Regions from separate parts of the Mus musculus genome. Here regions 2 and 3 are each linked to region 1. Evidence: chromatin contacts called from public Hi-C data. All regions are on one chromosome and are shown on one strand. Each heading gives the region's core, a stretch centred on a gene start, on an enhancer-like site or on the middle of the called end of the contact. The rest is flanking DNA. Distances are from core to core; before and after follow the strand shown.

Region 1 (4,559 bases), core at 522-3,021:
TAAAAGATAAACACTCAGTATAATTGGATTTTTTTTATAACAGGATAAGGATAGTTGAATGAATATTCATCACCGAAGAATCAGTTCTTCCAATAAGACAAAGGGTCTGCAAGCTACCAGGGCAGTGAATTGTACAAAATGAATTTGATTAAAGTTGATAAAAAGAGTAAAAAGAGAAAGTCAGTGACTCTGAACGAGTGTTCTCACTCTAACTGATTTAGCAAATTTTTACACTATTAATTTCAATTTGTGTAGGAAAGAAAGGTCAGTTCTAAGGGTAAATACATATTAGAGTTTTGTAGACTCATGTACCTTGGCTACTTAGACAAATCTCTAGTTTATAAATAGCCCAACTCTTACTGTAGCAAAGAAAAGCTAGTAAATGCATTCTTTAGACAGTCTTCTCAAGTAATCTTGGTAAAGTATAAATTTATGTTTTAAATGAAAATGAGTCATTATTTTAATCGTGATGAATATTGGGAATATAATTTTTGGGCATGTTCTTTGATAATAGGTCTTGGGCCATGAAGGTAGTTAGAAAAATACAAACAAAACAAAACAAGTGATTGGAGTATGAAAAGGGTAGGTTAATTTTGCCAGTTAACTAAAGGATAGTTGAGCCCTTTCTGGGAACTGTATCTATAATTTTTTCAAAGCCCACTTTTAATGACAGTTCTTATACGCCTTTAGCTCTCTTTTAGTTCACTACTCAACAGAGGTAGTGGAAAGTATACTGGGGAAGTGGTTCTTTGGAGCAAGTCACATCTGTACACGATAAATCAGCAGTTCAGTTCACAGGTCAGCAGCTGCAGCTTGATCCACTTGCAAACACTTCAAGGATATACCAACAATCCAGTTCGTTAGAAACAGAAGTGGCATGACATAGCAGAGACAGCTAGGCCTCAGCTTTGGTACAAGTCAGAAGGAGGCTTCAGGAGGGAAGCTAGAAGCTTTCAGCTGTGCCTCTCTCAGGGAAACAAAGACCAAAGAAGACATGAGACCAGCAAGGGTTGTACAGCTAGCTCTATAAGCAAGCCAAGCTCAGCCTCCTTCACTGTTCACTGAGGTTTGGTTTGGTTTGGTTTTGTTTTGTTTTCTTATTTATAACGTCCAAACATTGTATGTCCTCCACTGTTTTTGCCTCAGCATTTGTGACTGTTTATGAAAAATGTTTCATCACATGTTCTTTCACATGTTTGTTTTAGTAGAACATCCTTTCTCTTGTGACTTCTTCATAAGTGCATGTTAGCCTTTCAACTGTGTCCACTTCAGAAAAACACTCTTTCACATATTTGCCCCAGCAAAACACTATCCAACACAACTGACTTTCCAAAGAACCCTTAAGATTCACTTCAGGGAAAATTAAACTGAAGTTAAATGGCTTATTTTGTGTATTGTGGCTATAAACAGCTCCGTATGATGTTAAGGAGGGGCAATATTCTATTTTAACATGGTTGTGAAAATAATGGAGAAACAGTGCTTTAATTAGATGACCATTATGCCAACCTATAAAATGAGGAACCTTATAATATGCTTCAAATAATTCCCACTGGAGGCTGAGGAGAAGGAGAACCTAAAGAAGAAACTTGGACTTTCCCTACTCTGCTACCCAAGACCCAATTCTCAATCAATCACAACACTGCAATAGAGCACCAGCTGCAGCTTCCTTTCTCCCCTTTCCACACTTCCTATTGATCACACAGACCACCCCTCCCCCAACTCTCTCCTTATCATCTCATTGCTATGTTCCAACTCCCAGTGAGTAGACACCACCTGCTCAACCATATGCCAGACCTGACAGATCCAGTAGGCTGCACTCTGACCTATAGATTCTCTGTTACCCTAGAACAAATTCTCAGGAACACCCTAGCACTGTAATAAAACACCAACGAGACCTCTCCCATCCTACCCTGTGCCCCAGTGTGCATGCCTACTGTGGATCCCACATACCATCTTCCTTTGCCTAGTTCCCCTTCCTCCAACCGCAGCAAATATTCCTCCACAAACATAAACACACCAGTGAAAATGAAGGTACAAAAAGCAACATTCAGGCAGGCGGTGGTGGAGGCGTAAGCCTTTAATCCCAGCACTTGGGAGGCAGAGACAGGCGGATTTCTGAGTTAGAGGCCAGCCTGGTCTACAAAGTGAGTTCCAGGACAGTCAGGGCTATACAGAGAAACCCTGTCTCGAAAAAAAAAAACAAACAATAAGACAAAAAACAAAACAAAACAAAAAAAAAAACAAAACAACAACAACAACAACAAAAGCAACATTCAGCCAACACCTTCTCTGAATATCCCAGAGGAAATAGAAACCATGAAACAAAAGCCCCATCCAGCTAGACTAATTCTGTTATCACTCAAACCTAGATGACTAGACACCAGCATAAGAAATGAATCGATAACAGCCAGTGCAATATAGATCCACCATATTCCAGCTATCTCACCCTAGGCGGCCCTGAATATTCCAACACAGTTGACAAACAAAAATCAGCCTTAAAACTAACTATATGAAGATGATAAAGCTCCTTAACAAGAAAATAAATCTCAAGGAAATCCAAGAAAACACAAACAAACAATTGGAGGAAATGCATAAATCCCCTAAAGATGCCAAAATGAAACCAAACAGTTGAAGAAAACAAATAAAACCGTTCAAGGCCCAAAAATGCAAATAGAAGCAATAAAGAAAACACAAGCATGACTGCTCTCCAAAGACCCAACAAGCAGCTGAAAGAGTCAGATGCAGATGCTTACACCCAACCAAGGGACAGAAATCAGGGGCCCCTATGGTTGAATTGGAAAAAAGCTGGAAGAATCTGAGGAGGGTGACCCTATAGGTAGACCAGCAGTCTCAACTAACCTGGACTCCTGAGATTTCTCAGACACTGAGCCACCAAACAGACAGCATAAACCAGTTCATATAAGGCCCTTAACACATACACAGCAGAGGACTGCCAGAACTGGACCCATTTAGAGAAGATGCACTTAACCATTTAGAGGCTTGAATCCCCAGGAAGTGGGGAGATCTGGAGGGATTAGGGTGTGGGTGTGCTGACATCTTGGAGATGGGCAAGAAGGTATGGAATGAGGAACAGTCAAAAAGCAGAACAGGAGGGAGATAACAACTGGGCAGAAAAATAAAGATAAAAGAAAGAAAGAAAGAAAGAAAGAAAGAAAGAAAGAAAGGAAGGAAGGAAGGAAGGAAGGAAGGAAGGAAGGAAGAAAGAAAGAAAGAAAGAAAGAAAGAAAGAAAGAAAGAAAGAAAGAAAGAAAGAAAGAAAGAAAGAAAGAAAGGAGAATTCAAACAAAGACAAACTGAGGAAATCCTGGCAATAAAATATTTAGAAATGCAAACAGAAACTACAAAGGCAAGCTTCACCAACAGAATACAAGAAATGAAAGAGAAAATTTCCAAAATTACTAAAAGAGACATAAGGATTATCCAAATTAATAAACTCAAAAACAAGAATGGGGACATAACAATAGACACCAGGAAATCCAGAGAAATCACAAGAATATACTTTAAAAACCTATATTCCAGAAAACTGGAAATTCTAAATGGATAATTTTCTTATAGGCACCACTTATTATTATTAAACCAATATAATATAAATAATTTATATAGATCTATAACCCAGCCCTACAAAGGATAATAGATGGAAATCTCCAATACAAGGAGGGAAAGTACACCCCAGAAAAAGCAAGAAAGTAATCTTCTTTCACCAAATGCAAAAGAAGGTAGCCACACAAACATAGTTTCACCACTAACAACAAAAATAACAGGAAGCAACAGTAACATTTACTTAATATCTCTTAACATTACTCAATAAAAAGACATAGACTAACAGAGTGGATACGGTAAACAGTACACAGCATGTTGCTACATACAGGAAACCCACCTCAATGACAAAGGCAGACACTACCTCAAAGTAAAAGACTGTAAAACAGTTTTCCAAGCAAATGGTCCCAGGAAACAAGCTGGAGTAGCCATTCTAATAGAGAACAAAATTGACTTTCAGCCAAAAGTTATTGAAGAACATAAGGAAGGACACTTCAAATTCATCAAAGGAAACCAATAAGATCTACCAAGAAGAACTCTCAAGTCTGATCATCTGTGCTTTAAACACAAGGACACCCACGTTCATCAAAGAAACTTTACTAAGGTTCAAAGAACACATTGCACCTCACACAATAATAGTGAAAGACTTCAACACCCCACTCTCAGCAATGGACGGATCATGGAAATAGAAACTAAACAGAGACACAATGAAACTAACAGAAGTTAGACCTATAACACTAGTAAACAAGAAGTAGCCATTAAAGTCTTCCAACCCCCTCCCCCAAAAAAAGAAGAGCGCAAAGAACAGAACAAAGAAACAGCGAACAAAACAAAAACAAAAACAAAAAGGCATAGGGTTAGATGATTTTAGAGCAGAGATCTATCAGATATTCAAACAGTTTATGCCATTATTCCTTAAATTATTTAACAGAATATAAGCAGAAGGAAAACTGCCAAATTCATTCTGGATTACCTTCAGTTGATTTGATGTCCTACAAGGC
Region 2 (4,559 bases), core at 527-3,026, 400 kb before region 1:
CAGTAGACTAAATTTTCCCAGAATTGTCAATTATAGATCAAGTCCACATCACTAAATCTGATGCATTTCTGCCCTTGCATGTTCTACAAAAATGTTCAGCACTCAGTCACATCGTCACTCTGTAGGGGAGTCAGCAGCAGATGCACTGATGACACACAAGGGGATTTCAGATCCAGCTGAGCTAAGGTTACCTGGATGACTTCCAATGCAATCTTGGAGCACAGAGAATGGAACTCGTCTGCCTAGTGACATGAACCACTCTAGAAGGTACTCAAACACCACGGTGCACCTCTTTGTGTTGAATACAGTTTAGGGCGATGAATACATATGCATAATACATTACATGTTGACTGGGATAGTTGCTTCCCTCAGGAACCATGAGAGCATGATCCTTGGATAAAAGCCTGTATGTACATGATTAGATTAGCAATCACAAACTTTTTTTTTTTTTTACTAACATTCCGTATCCATTAAGCCTTATATGGAAAACAAGTACTCTAAAGTATATTCAATAGCAAAACATTGTTATGACAAATAATGATCTGACATACTGCAATAGGCTTAATGTATACCCCAACATGTGTGAAACACTATTTTTTATAAGAAAGTATTTTGAAGTTGGTTAATATATAGTTAGTTGATGTAGTGAAGTCTACAAAATGATTACAATGTTTTTATAAAGGCCTATAGTGATACCATACACTCTTTCTGCCATGTGAACATAGTATAAATTAGGAGACTGTAATGTGGCAACTGTCTCTTGAATTCAGCCATGCTGAAATTTTGTTCCTATACTTTCAGATTCAAGAATTGTGGAATATTAATTCATGTAGTTTTAAGCCACCCCACCTACAGTGCTTTGTTTAATGCCCAACTCAATAGGACTTTGTCATGATAAATTTAATCTCTACAGAAGCTGGGCTTACTAGTCTTCTTTCACAGTAGTGATAATTAAGGAGAGAATAGTGGTCTGCGTAAAGTGACACAAGGCACAGAATTTGGGCTGCCAAATAGATGACTTCAATGTGTATATTATTTCACATTATCACTTGAAAATATCATTTACTTATATATGCTATAAATTTATCATAAGCAATGCACTTTATGAATATATCCAATCACTTAGCAATCCTCGGGGAAAAATACACATGCAAATGGCACTGTGGATACTTTTGGTAAACAAAAAGCTGGGTCGGTATAAATCAGGGATGACTAATTAAAAGAAAGATAATTGAGCATTAATATGATAACTTTGGACTGATGATGTACTCATTCACTATTGCTGTTCTCACAGTAAATAGCATTTATACCTTCAAAGTTACAAAAGCCGTTTGACAATATTCAGCATGTTTTGAAAGACCATTTACTGTGTCAAGTAAATGATCCATTATCTTTGTGATCACTTTTGTTTCATGTTCATATTATTTTATTTACAAGTTTTTGGAAAATTGCATAAAAACAGATGGCTGATTTTGAAAGTTTTGCCTCATGTAGGAAATGTATCTCTGTCCAGATGGACACCAGGTTTCAGTGCCAATATTGTACCTTTACCATATGGACAAGAGATTTATGGCAGAAAACACTGTGTTCAGTTTTATACCCCAACAAAGAGAATGTTTGATTAATTGCTACTCAAAATTAAATTTTGAATCAGAAAAAGGAGTAAAGTACAGACCACTTAAATAAAATATCAAAAACATCCACATCAAGATATCCCTGAATGCATAATTAGAATATATTTCTTAACATATTTCATATTTCAATTTGACAAACACAATTTTAGTAAGACATACTGAAGTATGATTACATAGAGTTAGTCATACATTGGGCAATATGGTCTATAGGTTTTATGAAAGTATCATAGTGATATTGAAGTAATCACCCAAATAAAGAGTGAAGATTCTATCATTCAAAATGAAGTCCTCATGAAATGTTCTATTGTGATGTATTTTATTCAAGTGTTAAAACAACAACATCTTATGAGATAAGCCTCATTCGGTATTGAAATATTGAAGTTATTTTTTAATTCTTAATTACCTTGGTTTTATTTATTAAAACATGAATTTTTGTGTTTACTTTTAGGGTTAATACTCCTCTATAATTTTACAGTCAATGTATTAATGGACTCATAATAATTAGAACTCCATTTTGATATCTGTGTTTATAAAGCTTTATATAGAAGTGACATTATCTTTCTGTAATATCTTCGGCAGCCATCTATGGTTAAGTCATCTAACTTTACTCTTAGGATGCTATCAACTTACATGTGCAACATATTTAATGAAGTAGGTTGTAAGCAGTCTAATTTTTTAAAAATAACTTTAAATATTTACTATAAGAAATCTTTCCATTTCATCAAATTTGTATTCAGATGGAATACATGCTCAATGTAATATTTATAATAGTACCTGTTACCTTTTAACCAAATATGCAATTTTCTCTGGTGTCATTTCTCTTACATATTCTAGTTTACTCTGGATTTTTGATTCTTGGATTGGTATTGAAAGACCCATAATGTGAGGACTCCCCCACGTTCTGACTCAGGAGAGGTGACACCCCAAAATCACCCACAAGAAACGGTCTTGCTGCAAACTGCAAGAGGATTTTTATTCAAGAGCTCTCTCCCGCCCACGGTCATACACCACCCAGGGGTAGAGGACCGTGGCACACTGAGTAGCTGGGTCAGGGGGTATTTAAAGGAAGATACCACAACTCAAGGAGGTGGGAAGGGCGTTGTTGGAAAATACCAAAAATACCAGTTAAGAGTCACAAGTAAGTGCAAAGTCACAGGAGTCACGAGGAATACCTGGTAATTGTGAGGGTTATTTCTCAAGACAGTTTCTTTCTTTCTTTTTTTTTTTTTTTTTTTTTTTTTTTTTTTTTTTTTTGGTTTTTTGTGGGTTGTTTGTTTGTTTGTTTGTTTTATTTGTTTTTTTTTCTTTTTTTATTACGTATTTTCTTCAATTACATTTCCACTGCTATCCTAAAAGTCCCCCCCCCCACTCCCCTACCCACCCATTCCCATTTTTTGGCCCTGGCATTCCCCTGTACTGGGGCATATAACATTTGCCTGACCAATGGGCCTCTCTTTCTAGTGATGGCCGAATAGGTCATCTTTTGATACATATGCAGCTAGAGTCAAGAGCTCTGGGGTACTGGTTAGTTCATAACGTTGTTCCTCCGATAGGGTTGCAGATCTCTTTAGCTCCTTGGATACTTTCTCTAGCTCCTCCATTGGGGGCCCTGTGATCCATCCAATAGTTGACTGTGAGCATCCACTTCTGTGTTTGCTAGGCCCCGGCCTAGTCTCACAAGGGACAGCTATATCACTGTCCTTGCAACAAAGGCTTGCTAGTGTATGCAATGGTGTCATTGCTTGGAGGCTAATTATGGGATGGATCCCTGGATATGGCAGTCTCTAGATGGACCATCCTTTTGTCTCAGCTCCAAACTTTGTCTCTGTAACTCCTTCCATGGGTGCTTGTTTCCAATTCTAAGAATGAGCAAAGTGTCCACACTTTGGTCTTCGTTCTTCTTCAGTTTCATATGTTTTACATATTGTACCTTATATCTCGCTATACTAAGTTTCTGGGTTAATATCCACTTATCAGTGAGTACATTTCATTTGAGTTCTTTTGTGATTGGGTTACCTCACTCAGGATGATGCCCTCCAGGTCCAACCATTTGCCTAGGAATATTATGAATTCATTCTTTTTAATAGCTGAGTAGTACTCCATTGTGTAAATGTACCACATTTTTTGTATCCATTCCTCTGTTGAGGGACATCTGGGTTCTTTCCAGCTTCTGGCTATTATAAATAAGGCTGCTATGAACATAGTGGAGCATGTGTCCTTCTTACCCTTTGGGACATCTTCTGGATATATGCCCAGGAGAGCTATTGCGGGATCCTCTGGTAGTACTATGTCCAATTTTCGGAGGAACCGCCAGACTGATTTCCAGAGTGGTTGTATAAGCTTGCAATCCCACCAACAATGGAGGAGTGTTCCTCTTTCTCCACATCCTCGCCAGCATCTGCTGTCACCTCAAGACAGTTTCTAAGAGCACCTAACAATAGCACATTTGCATAGTGGTTTCCAACAATGGTCAGGGTAGCTCAGGGTGACTTTCTTTGAATGAATACTCTTTGAACCCAGGAAGCAAGTGGGTGGAGGAATGTCACTATCTGTTTTATGATTAGCATACCTTGGAGCATTGAGTCACAAAGGTCACATTCCCAAGCCTGGGCCTAAAGGCCTAGAATTTTGTTTTTTCATTTTACTTTTTCAGTATTACCTTTTGGTAATTCAAAATAAATATCGGTAGAATATTTCAGTTTCAAATACTAATTGTCATTGTGTCTATTAATTGTTGAAGCAGGGCTCTGTCTCACAAACACATACACACACATGCAGAGAAAGAAAGAGAAAAGAGAAAGAGAGAAAAACAGAGACAGAGAAAGACAGAGAAAGCGATTGAATTTTTCTTTCACTGAAATATTTTTTGTCTCATATATTATGTCAATGTCCCTTTCTCCTACCTTTCCAAGGTCCTCCCCACAT
Region 3 (4,559 bases), core at 740-3,239, 330 kb after region 1:
GAAATGGGAACTATACCCATTGAAGGAATTACAGAGACAAAATATGAAGCTGTGACGAAAGGATGGACCATCTATTGATTGCCATATGCAGGGATCCATCCCATAATCAACTCCCAAACGCTGACACCATTGCATACACTAGCAAGATTTTGCTGAAAGGACCCAGATATAGCTGTCTCTTGTGAGACTATGCCGGGGCCTAGCAAACACAGAAGTGGATGATCACAGTCAGCTATTGGATGGGTCACACAGCCCCCAATGGAGGAGCTAGAGAAATTACCCAAGGAGCTAAAGGGAACTGCAACCGTATAGGTGGAACAACATTATGAACTAACCAATACTCCGGATCTCTTGACTCTAGCTGCATATGTATCAAAAGATTGCCTAGTTGGCCATCATTGCAAAGAGAGGCCCATTGGACTTGCAAACTCTATATGCCCCAGTACAGGGGAACCCCAGGACCAAAACGGGGAAGTGGGTGGGTAGTGCATTGTGGGGTGGGTATGGCGGACTTTTGGGATAGCATTGAAAATGTAAACAAGGAAAATACCTAATAAAAATACAATTAAATTAAATAAAAAAGAGTTTACTCTGTGTCTCTCTTACTCTGTCTCTGTCTCTCTGTTTTACTCTGTCTCTGTCTCTCTCTGAGTGTGTATCTCTGGGTGTGTGTGTTTATATGTGTCTGTGTGTGTCTGTGTGTGTACATGTGTATGTGTCTGTGTATATGTGTGTGTGTTCTTGAATGTGTATATGTGTGTGTCTGTGTGTGTTTATGTTGAGCTGTCTGGAGTGATTTATTGACATCTTAATAAAGATAAAACATACTTTCCTATGTTTGTTTGTCTGAATTCTGAGTAGTTTTAACAATGGTCTAACAGGAAGAATTAGCCAGGAACTGTGGTGACATTATCACGGAAGAAGAGAAATAAAACAGTAGTGAATGGGGCAAGAAGCAGGAACTATGCACAAGGAAACTCCTTTCTCCAAAAAATAACAGAGGTTATAGCTGTAGTTACAGCTTACATAACTGTCAGAGCATCTATTACACTCAAAACAAATACTTTAATTTCTCATTAGGTTAGCAAAAGACATCATGTTGTCATATCTTTTAGCTTTCAATCCACAAAAATAGTATGTTAATTGATGGTATTAGAAAAATACAAAAATTAGTATTGAAAAGTAGAGAAACATATTATTTTTATGTATTGAAAACAAGAAGACTTGATTGCTATTATATATATATATATATATATATATATATATATATATATATATATATATTGGAGATATTGGTATATTTTTATTACACAATGCCATGAACATTAGAAATTCTGAAAATGGCATGGGCTAGTGGAAACTGCAAATACATTTAAGCACTTTCCATGGGTCACAAGAGATCGAATTAGCTCAGTGTCTAAACTGAACACACTTTAAATTTTTTCATAGAATTACAAAATTGTACCAAACTCACAGTGAAATGTCCCTAAGGTGACTGTGCTATTTCTGGTTTCTTTCTACCTGCTCGAAGTAATCTTTAAAATTATTTTGGGTTGGCACCTGTGGCCTGTGAATCTGGCACATTTCTTAGATGGCAGCCATACCACCCAGACAGATGGGCCTGACTGGAGCCATGGTAATGCACAAGAGCACCCATCAATTTTAATTAAAGTATGCTGGCTTCCTAAATGGTACTCATGCTGAAGTTTTTGCTTCCTAATTGGAATTTTCCTGTGGCTAATTTCTTCTATTTTTTCCCCTTCCAATTCTTTAATTTACATAACTTTTCTTTATGTGGTTGGCATTTTCATCATGCTTCCTGTCTTTATAACGATCCCATTTTTCTCTTTCATCTTACTCCTTCAGTTACTCTTATATTAACAGCTTTCCCTGGACAGACAACTACAAGACATTCAGTCCTCTATCAGCCACATAGCTGTGCCTGAGCCATTGGCTTATCTTGTTAACCTTCTGGTCAAGCAAGACACTGCCATTTCTTACCTGGGTTGCTGTAATAGCATCCTAAATATGCCCCAACAGTCTCTTCTCAACATGGCAGCTGGCACTGTTCATTTAAAAGAAATAGCTGAAATCATGTTGCCCATCTGCTGAAGTGTCTCCGAAGGTCCCAGTGTCTTTCACAGTGAGAGCCAAATTGCTTTGAAAAACCATAGCACCCAATATTGCCTGAGCTTTCTTCCTTGTATCTCTTGATATTTTATTTTTCTCTCCTTTTGAATAAAATTTCATGCACATCAAATTTCTTAAAAAATTGTAACCATGATTTTGTTTTTTAGACTACTTAGAAAAAAATTAGACTAGAAACATAAACAAAAAATGTTTGTATGCACATTATGTAATAGTGTGAAAATGTGTATTTTTTTAAAAATTATATGGCTTACTACAAATTTATAAGCCCCTAAAGGTCCTAAAGAAGAAGTATCAAAATGGACAGTGGAATGGAGATTATATAGACAGTAAGGCTCTTCTCCAGATATCAGAATGAGCTATTTTCTCAGCAAATGCATTGCATATTCTTAATATTTGGGCTTAATGAATATGGTAAATATATGTTCATAATTTAGCACATTTGCATATATATTCTGTATTCTGTAACACTCTAAAACCAGCTATGGTATAAAAGTAGTTTAAAAATATGTAGCACCGCCAGGCAGTGGTGGCACATTCCTTTAATCCAAGCACTTGGGAAGCAGAGGCAGGTGGATTTCTGAGTTCAAGGCAACCTGATCTACACAGTGAGTTCCAGTAAAGCCAGGGCTACACAGAGAAACCCTGTCTTGAAAACCCCAAAAAAGAAAAAAGAAAAAAAGAAAAAAAGAAAGAGAGAGAGAGAGAGAGAGAGAGAGAGAGAGAGAGAGAGAGAGGAGGGAGGGAGGGAGGGAGGGGGGAGGGAGGGAGGGAGGGAGGGAGGGAGGGAGGGAGGGAGGGAGGGAGAGAGAGAGAGAAAGAGAGAGAGAGAGAAAGAAAGAAAGAAAGAAAGAAAGAAAGAAAGAAAGAAAGAAAGAAAGAAAGAAAGAAAGAAAGAAAGATCTAGTAGTGTCATCTCACTAGGTCTTTAATAGCTTGGACCACCCATTCCTGAGCAGTTTAGATACAGTAAAGATCTGATGAACTTCTCTAATCTCAGTGGAACCTATGTGAATACATAGGGAACTTTTATGTATTGAGTTTAAAATTTTTCCATTGGGCTAAAATTATTTCAAGGCCTAAATCTGAATAAAAATTCAAATCGATTTGTTCTGTTTGTTTGTTTGTTTGTTTTCTTTTAAATAATTTTTGTTGGATATTTTATATACTTAAATTTCAAATGTTACCCCCTTTCTCGTTTTCCCCCCTTGAAGCCCCCTATTCCATCCCCCCTCCTCTTGCATCTATGACAGTGCCCCCTTCCCGCCCACCCACTTCCACCTCCTTGCCCTGGCATTCTCCTACACTGGGACATCTAGCCTTTCCAGGACCAAAGGCCCCTTGTCCTGTTGATGTCCAACAAGAGCATCCTCTGCTATATATTCAACTGGAGCCATGGGTCACTATATGTATAATCTTTGGTTGGTGGTTTAGTCCCTTGGAGCTCTGGGGCTCTGGTTGGTTGATAATGTTGTTCTTCCTATTAGGTTGAAACCCCTTCAGCTCCTTTAGTCCTTTCTCTTAACTCCTCCACTGGGGACCCAGTACTCAGTGTAATGGTTGGCTGTCAGCATTTGCCTCTGTATTTGTTAGGTTCTGGCAGAGCCTCTCAGGAGACAGCTATATCAGGCTCCTGTCAGCAAGCACTTCTTGGCATCCACAATAATGTCTGGGTTTGGTTTCTGTATATGGGATGGATCCCAAGGAGGAGCAGTCTCTGGATAACCTTTCTCTCGGTCTCTGCTCCACACTTTGCCTATGTATTTTCTCCCCTGAGTATTTTGTTCCCCATTATAAGAAGTATCAGCACATTTGTATTCCTTTCTCTTTAGCTTCATGTGGTCTGTGAATTGTATCTTGGGTATTCTGAGCTTTTGGGCTAATATCTACTTATCAGTGTGTGCATACCATATGTGTTCTTTTGTGACTGGGTTACCTCACTCAGGATGATATTTTCTAGTTCTTTTTCCTAAGTATGTAATGAAGTCATTGTTTTTAATAGCTAAGTAGTACTCCATTGTGTAAATGTTCTACATTGTCTGTATTCATTACTTTGCTGAATGACATCTGGGTTCTTTCCAGTTTCTGACTATTATAAATAAGGCTGCTATGAACGTAGTGAAGCATGTATCCTTGTTATATGTTGGAGCATCATTTGAGTATATCCACAGAAGTAGTATAGCTGGGTCCAATTTTCTGAAGTACTACCAGACTGATTTCTGGAGTAGTTGTACAAGCTTGCAATCCCACAAACAATGGAGGAGTGGTCTTCTTTCTCCACATCCACTCCAGCATCTACTATCACCTGAGGTCTTTATCTTAGCCATTCTAACTTGAGTGAGGTGGAATATCAGAGTTGTTTTGATTTTCATTTTAGTGATGACTAAGGATGATGAACATTTCTTTAGGTG

The links. Hi-C and Micro-C count contacts between places; a contact is called where the count stands out from the background.
Region 2: a Hi-C map of cerebellar granule neurons shows a contact between it and region 1, with 2.3 times the contacts expected there. The contact joins two enhancer-like sites.
Region 3: a Hi-C map of cerebellar granule neurons shows a contact between it and region 1, with 2.6 times the contacts expected there. The contact joins two enhancer-like sites. A contact is called at or near these places in 4 of 484 Hi-C or Micro-C datasets (brain, cerebellar granule neurons and cerebellum).

The regions. Positions count from the first base shown.
Region 1 is chr6:19,544,998-19,549,556 of GRCm38.p6, reverse strand. No RefSeq gene overlaps it. Among named protein-coding and RNA genes, the nearest start is that of Mir6370, 8.1 kb to the left of the region's middle. Within about 2 kb of position 1,771, at least 1 of the 459 cell types and tissues checked has an H3K27ac peak or open chromatin away from gene starts, as enhancers often do. A contact at or near this core is called in cerebellar granule neurons, where this site is marked.
Region 2 is chr6:19,941,513-19,946,071 of GRCm38.p6, reverse strand. No RefSeq gene overlaps it. Among named protein-coding and RNA genes, the nearest start is that of Gm22828, 320 kb to the right of the region's middle. Within about 2 kb of position 1,776, at least 2 of the 459 cell types and tissues checked have an H3K27ac peak or open chromatin away from gene starts, as enhancers often do. A contact at or near this core is called in cerebellar granule neurons, where this site is marked.
Region 3 is chr6:19,212,376-19,216,934 of GRCm38.p6, reverse strand. No RefSeq gene overlaps it. Among named protein-coding and RNA genes, the nearest start is that of 4930524B17Rik, 64 kb to the left of the region's middle. Within about 2 kb of position 1,989, at least 2 of the 459 cell types and tissues checked have an H3K27ac peak or open chromatin away from gene starts, as enhancers often do. A contact at or near this core is called in cerebellar granule neurons, where this site is marked.